Linked DNA regions of Hordeum vulgare: region 1 is linked to region 2. The links are chromatin contacts, called in public Hi-C maps. All regions are on one chromosome and are shown on one strand. Each heading gives the region's core, a stretch centred on a gene start, on an enhancer-like site or on the middle of the called end of the contact. The rest is flanking DNA. Distances are from core to core; before and after follow the strand shown. Region 1 has its middle 12 kb from the start of TRNAA-UGC. Region 2 has its middle 11 kb from the start of LOC123427299.

What was found. Hi-C and Micro-C count contacts between places; a contact is called where the count stands out from the background.
Region 1: a contact with region 2 is called in a Hi-C map of leaf, with 2.3 times the contacts expected there. The contact joins two enhancer-like sites. A contact is called at or near these places in 3 of 6 Hi-C or Micro-C datasets (leaf and seedling).

What each region holds. Positions count from the first base shown.
Region 1 is chr2H:565,772,308-565,775,511 of MorexV3_pseudomolecules_assembly, forward strand. No RefSeq gene overlaps it. Among protein-coding and RNA genes, the nearest start is that of TRNAA-UGC, 12 kb to the left of the region's middle. Within about 2 kb of position 1,669, at least 2 of the 3 cell types and tissues checked have open chromatin away from gene starts, as enhancers often do. A contact at or near this core is called in leaf, where this site is marked.
Region 2 is chr2H:565,658,968-565,662,535 of MorexV3_pseudomolecules_assembly, forward strand. No RefSeq gene overlaps it. Among protein-coding and RNA genes, the nearest start is that of LOC123427299, 11 kb to the left of the region's middle. Within about 2 kb of position 1,639, at least 3 of the 3 cell types and tissues checked have open chromatin away from gene starts, as enhancers often do. A contact at or near this core is called in leaf, where this site is marked.

The DNA.
Region 1 (3,204 bases), core at 419-2,918, 110 kb after region 2:
AAAAGTTCAGAAATTTTCAACAAATCCTTAAACTTGCAAAAAAATGATCATAATTTTCAAAAATGTTCATGTTTTTCAAATTTCTGTTTAAAATTCTAGAAAATGTTCTACATCCTGAAATTTCTCCAAGGATTCAAAAAATCATGTTTTCTTTTGGAAATTCTTCATATTTTCCAAACCATATTGAAAAACTTCAGAAATTCTTCGTTTTTTTGGAAAACATTTGGCATTTTAAAATTTGATCATGTTTATAAAAATCCGATTTGTTTTCAAAATAATGAAAATGCCAAGACTTTTAAAATGTTGTTACACTTGCTAAAAATGCAAATATTTTTTTGAATACAAGAACCATTTTTAAACTCGTCAAAAAATTGAAACGGCAATATAAATTTTGAAAATGTGCACATTTTTTTAAATTCACGAACATTTTCCAAAAAAAACATTTTTAAACTTAAAAAAAGATGGAGAAAAGCAAAAAAAAAAAGAAAAAGAAAATGATAAATGAATAGAAACCTAAAAAGGGTTTAGGAACTCCTAGAAGGTTCCAGTGACCAAAAAAGGGCTGGGAACCTCCTTGAAGGTTTCCAAAACCGGGGTCGCTGAACTGCTTAACAGCCCGGCCCAAATCATCGATTGGGAACCTCTTACAAACCTGGATAACTGGAGCGCTAATGGGTCGGCCAACGTCAATTGGGAACCTCCTAGAAATTGAGATCGCTGAAACACTCAACGGGCACATTTTTCAAACATTTTAAAATCAAGAACAAATTTCTAAATTGAAAACATTTTTAAAATCTGAAGAACAATTTTTAAAAATCCAGAACATTTTTTGTAAATCTTGACCATTTTCTAAAAATCTAGTACAATTTTTTAAAATGCAAAAACATTTTTCGAATTTGAAGACCAATTTTTGAAATTATCTCGCGCTTTGTGCCCCCCTATGCGAATGCTTGACGACTAATCATCAAGCTAGTGTCAGATGGTGCCAAAGATGTATCCCGCCGCAGAATGATTATGCAAAAAAATTAAGTTGGTGGGGTTGTGTCACGGGATTCACTGGAAGGACCTTATAGCGCCGAGTCTACATGCAATTACATGGGTTCATCGGCTATCAAATGTTCGAGGGTTAAACATGCTTCTTCCTTGGATGCAATGGCATGCCAAGAAACACTTGCTCTTGCCCTTGACCTTTCATTTACGGACGTGGTAATTGCCTCGGATTGCCAAGGTGTGGTAAATGATATTCACAAAGGCACGGAAGGAATATATGCTAGTATCATCAAGGGGATCAACCAAGCTTGAAACCAAAATAGATTGCTCCTTCTTCATCTTTGATGGACGAGATCCAACATCAAGGCACATAGCCTCGCTAAACACACTCTAGGACTTTCTTTGGGACGCCATGTGTGGCTCCTTAATACCCCATATCTCAAATGCATCCGCATGACTTTGTTTAATTATTAATAAAATGCAGTGTTTTTAGACTTAAAAAATTATACTTGACGCAATGCGCGTCCTATAGTATTTTTCATCATTTTCTGCATTGTTTGACTTTGTCGTAGTGCCAGCGTGTGTGCTTTTGGGCCGGAATACCATACATCGCTAAAGGCCTCATCTATAAGTTTGCACATCTAAATCAGCTGTCTCACATTGCCTCAAAGAAAAGAAAAGTCAGTTGTCTGGCGCATGGCCCAAACAGGTCCGCAACGTCATTTGACGGGTCCAGTAACACTAGCCTGGTAGTATGAAACGAGCATTCTTTTGAGTTGCCTTCCTCTTTCATTCTTCAGTCATTCTCGGGCTGGATTACACATCCTCCATAAGAATGGATGTGACAACATACGAGTGACAGCGATGGGCCGATGGCCGAGCTGATAGAGAGCAATGACTCTTTGCTCATGTTTCCACAGGTTCTTTCCCCTGTAAATAACACTTTTATTAACTCAAAAGAACGGTTCAAGTGACATCTCCTCACCTAGTTGTGTGGCTTCTGTATGTTTGCCCCCAGCGTACAGGTTTCGTCATGCATTATCGCGGAACAACGTCGTTGAACAGTACTAGTAGTAGCTTAAGCGCGAGACGTTCATACTCGATTTAGTCTACTGGATTGTCGCAAAATTTCTTGTTTACCTATGCTCCATCGCAAGAGTTATGTCTCGCCCGTACAGATTTATATCGCCTACGCGCAAGCGACTATCGGGCTAGCCCAACATTGTACCAAGCACGAGTTCTTCTTCCGAGGGTTTTTCGCTATTTGAAATATAATTTCTCCATGGGTTTTCTTCAGTTTTCTATGTTTTTTTTGGTTTCCTGTTTTGTTTTTGTTTTATTTTAGTTTCCTGTTTTTTCTTCCATTTACATCTTTTTTTGTTTCTTTCTTCGATTTCCATCGAGTTTATTTTTTTTAATACATGTCTATTTTTTATTAGTGCTATAAATTTTTCCTATATAGTTGGAACATTTCTGTGAACTCATTTAACATTTATCACATACATGATTAATATGTTTGTAAAATATATGTTCTATTTTCCATTCTTTCAAACAAATTGTATATTTGCTGTATACATCTGAAACATTTTTTATGGACGCCTAACATTTTTACATAACTGATTTCACATTTTCTTTAAATTCCTATTTCCAACATTTTTATGAATATGTGTTGAATATCTTTTCAAAAACACGTTTTATATGATAGGAGACATTTACTTCAACTATGAAACATTTTTTATATTGGATAAAAAATCGAAAATGTCACAAACATTTTTTTGTAATGCATGAACATTCTTAAACGTCACATACATTTTCTATATTTTGGTTAGTTAAATGAATGTAATTTTACATTGTATAACAAGTTTTTAAAATGTTACATACACATTTTTTAAACGCGTGAAGATCTTTGAAATTTCATATGTTTTTTATGGTAGAAACATTTTGTATAAGTGGGGCGAATATTTTTTTCATTTGATTTACTTAAAATATCATAATATGTATTTTGCTTTTTATATATAAATAAAATAAGAAGAAATCAAACATGTGAAGTCAACGTGCCAGGATCATGTCACAACTGGGTTGGACCATAGCCATGCCGATTGGCCCATAATTTGTTGTCCCAGTGCGTCAGCGTGCATCCTGGCAGGAAAAAGCGGCAAACACATGATCAGTTTGTGCTCATGTCAATTACAACGTGATCGATTTGCTCTACGT
Region 2 (3,568 bases), core at 389-2,888:
TTTAGTAATTAAACATGCCACGTTTAATTTAAAGATCATGGTAATATTTAGTAATTCATCATGAAAAATTGAGTTTGTAGATCATGGCAGTTTTAGTATTTTAACCATGACAATTCTAGTATTTTGAATATCAAAAATATTTTTATATGAACAATGACAAATTTTAGTGCATGTATCATGATAAATTTAAGTAATTCATCATGGCAATTTTTATTTATGGTTCACGGCCAATTTGAGCTATTGACCATGCATTTTTAAAGTAACCGATGATATATTTCTTTTTTACTTATGAACTATGTCAAAACTATTTCATGGATCATGACAAATTTTAGTAATTCATCATGGCAAGTTTAGTTTCTTAATTCCTTTTTAAAATGTCAAAAATTACTTTAAGCATAGAAAAAAAGTTAAAATATATCATGACAACTTCAATGTAATCTTGATGGCAATAATGTCTAACAGACATGACAACTTTTAACCCAAAAAAAAATCATTGAAATATGTTGATATGAGATCTATTTTCAAAGATCTTGTCGCGTTGAATTTATTGATAAAAACAGTTTTTCAACCGAAATTTTATTTAAAAGATAAAATATTTTAAAAACACAAAAGACGAAAGATTACTTCTGACAATTTTGTCACTTGTACATACATACGGTGATATGGTTCAATCTATTGGTCATGGACGCATGATCGGATATTGTTTCCATCACGCGTGTGATGATTATCGACGTCTTTGAAAAAAAGGGAGAAAAAATTGGAGCGCCCCTAGAAATCGAACCATGGTCACGCAGGGAAACAACAGCGCTACAAGAGGCGATCTGAGCCGGTTTTTATCTTTTTTTTATTTTTGTTTTCTTTTCTTCATTTCTTTTTGCACCTCTTTTTTAAAAAAATTTAATTTTGTTTTCTTTTTGTTTTTCATTCTATATTTTATGTACATGATCATAATTTTTAAAATAATTGATCAATATTATTTAAATACTTGTTAACGATTATTAAATACTTGTTCAACATTTTTATATACATGTTCAACATTTTTTCAAATACATATCCAACATTATTCAAATACTTGTTCAAAAAAATGTAAATACTTGTTCAATATTTTAATACTTATTCAACATTTTTCAGATACATGTTCATTATATTTGAAATACTCGTTCATATTATTCAAAAACTCATTCAATAGTTTTTCAAAATAATTGTTCTACATTTTGAACTATTTGTTCAATATATTTAGAAGTTATTAACATTTTTCTAATAGTTGTTCAAAAAAATTAAAATGCTCGTTCAACAATTTTTAGTACTCATTTAACATTTTGTTAAATACTTGTTCAACGTTTTTAATACTTATTAAAAAAATTAAATACTTGCTCAACATTTTTCAAATACGTATTTAACATTTTTAATACTGATTCAAAAAAATTCAAATATTTTTTAACTTTTTTTCAAGTGCGGTGTTTAAGTGTGTTTTTTGCATTTATATGTACCATGTTTAAAAGTGAAAATAAAAGTAAAAATAAATAATATAGAAAACAAGAAAAGAAAAATGGCCGTGGCCTTCCGTGCCCCTGGGCTGACCCATCTGGCCTCCCCTTACGCGAGGCTTGCGGCTGTGCTCGCTTAAAGCGTGACATAAGGGCACCCTATATACTAGCCGGGGGCAGTGCCCTATAGGCCGGACCTTTAGAACTAGGGATGGGAATTGGGTCCCATTTAATTTCATTTAAACCCACTTATTATTTAATAGTCCAAAAATTTATTTATTTATTAAGAAAAATGAACTATTAAGCTGGTAAAAGCTAAATAAATGAGACTTGTGGCTGCCACTTATTTACCATTTACATCCCTATTTAGAACCAGCGCACTTCACAGGCTCACAGCGTGTTCTTATTGGACACATAAGCGAGTGTCTACAAAAACATAAACGAGTGAAGTACATGCTCTTTTCCATTGTCCTAAAAAGGCATGTTCCTTCCCTATAAAAAGCTAACATCTTCTTGAAAAAACAAGGTGAACGATAACAGTATTACTGCTGACTAAACTTTTCATAAAAAGGTTGCCGCCTAAATATTTCTACAGCAGTCTAGCTCTCCTTTTTCCCTACTTTTTTAGGGAACTTTTTTTCCTGCGTAATATTTTCTCTGTAAACTAATATAAAAACGTTTTGATTATTAAAATAATGTTGTAAACACTTTTATATTAATTTACAGAGGAAGTACGTAACAAGTAACGATATGCTTATACGTAGCCGCCAACTCCTCAACTTCATCGCTAGGATCCTCTCACCAGCTTCTCCTGAGCGGTGGCGAGCATTCAACAAGACAACTTCTCATCAAAGTTACTAATTAAAGGAGGGCATCTTTTTTGCATAGGTCATTCACATCTCCTCAGGTGTGGACAAGTGGTGCGCTGCCACTTGTTGCAGTCGGAGAATTTGTGTGGGTTTTCTCACCTGACGAACATGGATGGAAGGTTGGTCATTGTTTTTCATAGATCCAAAAATGTCAAAAAAAAAACAATTCTTGGATCGTATATCCAAATAAAAAAACGTTTTCACCTTTGTGTTCCTCATGCCGAAATCTAAAAAATTATATTTCATGTTAATAGATTTCTCTGAACTTTGTTTAAGGAAAAAACTGTGCTTCCAAAGTGAACTAAGATGTGCTTCCAAATTGCACTAACTTGTGCTCCCATGTGAAACTCTTTTTTTTAAGTTCCAGCCATGCTGGCAATTTTACTGATAGGAGAAAGCAATGGAAGAATAAAATAGGGTGAAGATCCTAGGATCGAGGTCGTTTAACCACATTCGGTCAAACTTTCCAAAAGAAAAGGAAAAGGAAAAAAGAAAAGGCACATGGTTTGATATCTCACGGTGGTTCCTTGAAGGGGCTCTCTATGCATCTAGCTCCCGCTAACCTCCATTGCTCCATTGCCATTTTTGATCCTTGCGATGATATCTCTGATGCCTGGGAGCTTTTTCTGTAAGGTGCATTGGTTGCGCTCTTGCCATATTGCCCAACAGGCGAGAAGTCTCATCGTGTTGGTTCCCTTCTTCCATTTGCCGGCGGTTTCTTCCTCTGATTTTAAGGCAATGGTCGTGGCAGATTGCAGCTCCGAGTCCTCTTTTTGTTTGAGGGTGGCACATCCTTCCCATTGGCTGATCTTGATCCATACCTCATGCGATGTCGGGCAAGTCCACAAGAGGTGCTTGCTAGATTCGAGATTTCGGACACAGGATTGACAGAAGTATTCATTGGGCCATCCTCGCCGCTGTAACCTGTCGTTGCACCATAGTCTGTCCTGAAACATTAACCAGTATAAAATCTTCATGGTAGCCGGCGCCTGGCCTTCCATATAAGCTTGTCGAAGGAGGAAGAAACTCTTCCCTGAAACTGCATGGAGTATGCTGAGCTCGCCGAGTAATGCCCGGACTTCTCCATGCGCCAGAAGATGTGGTCCGGTGTGTCCTCCTGAAGTTGGACATCTAGTCTTTCAAGCAGCCGGTGAAGGTGGACGAAGCCTTGAACTAGATGATGGTTGTTGCCGTGTGCTAGGTCCCTAATCC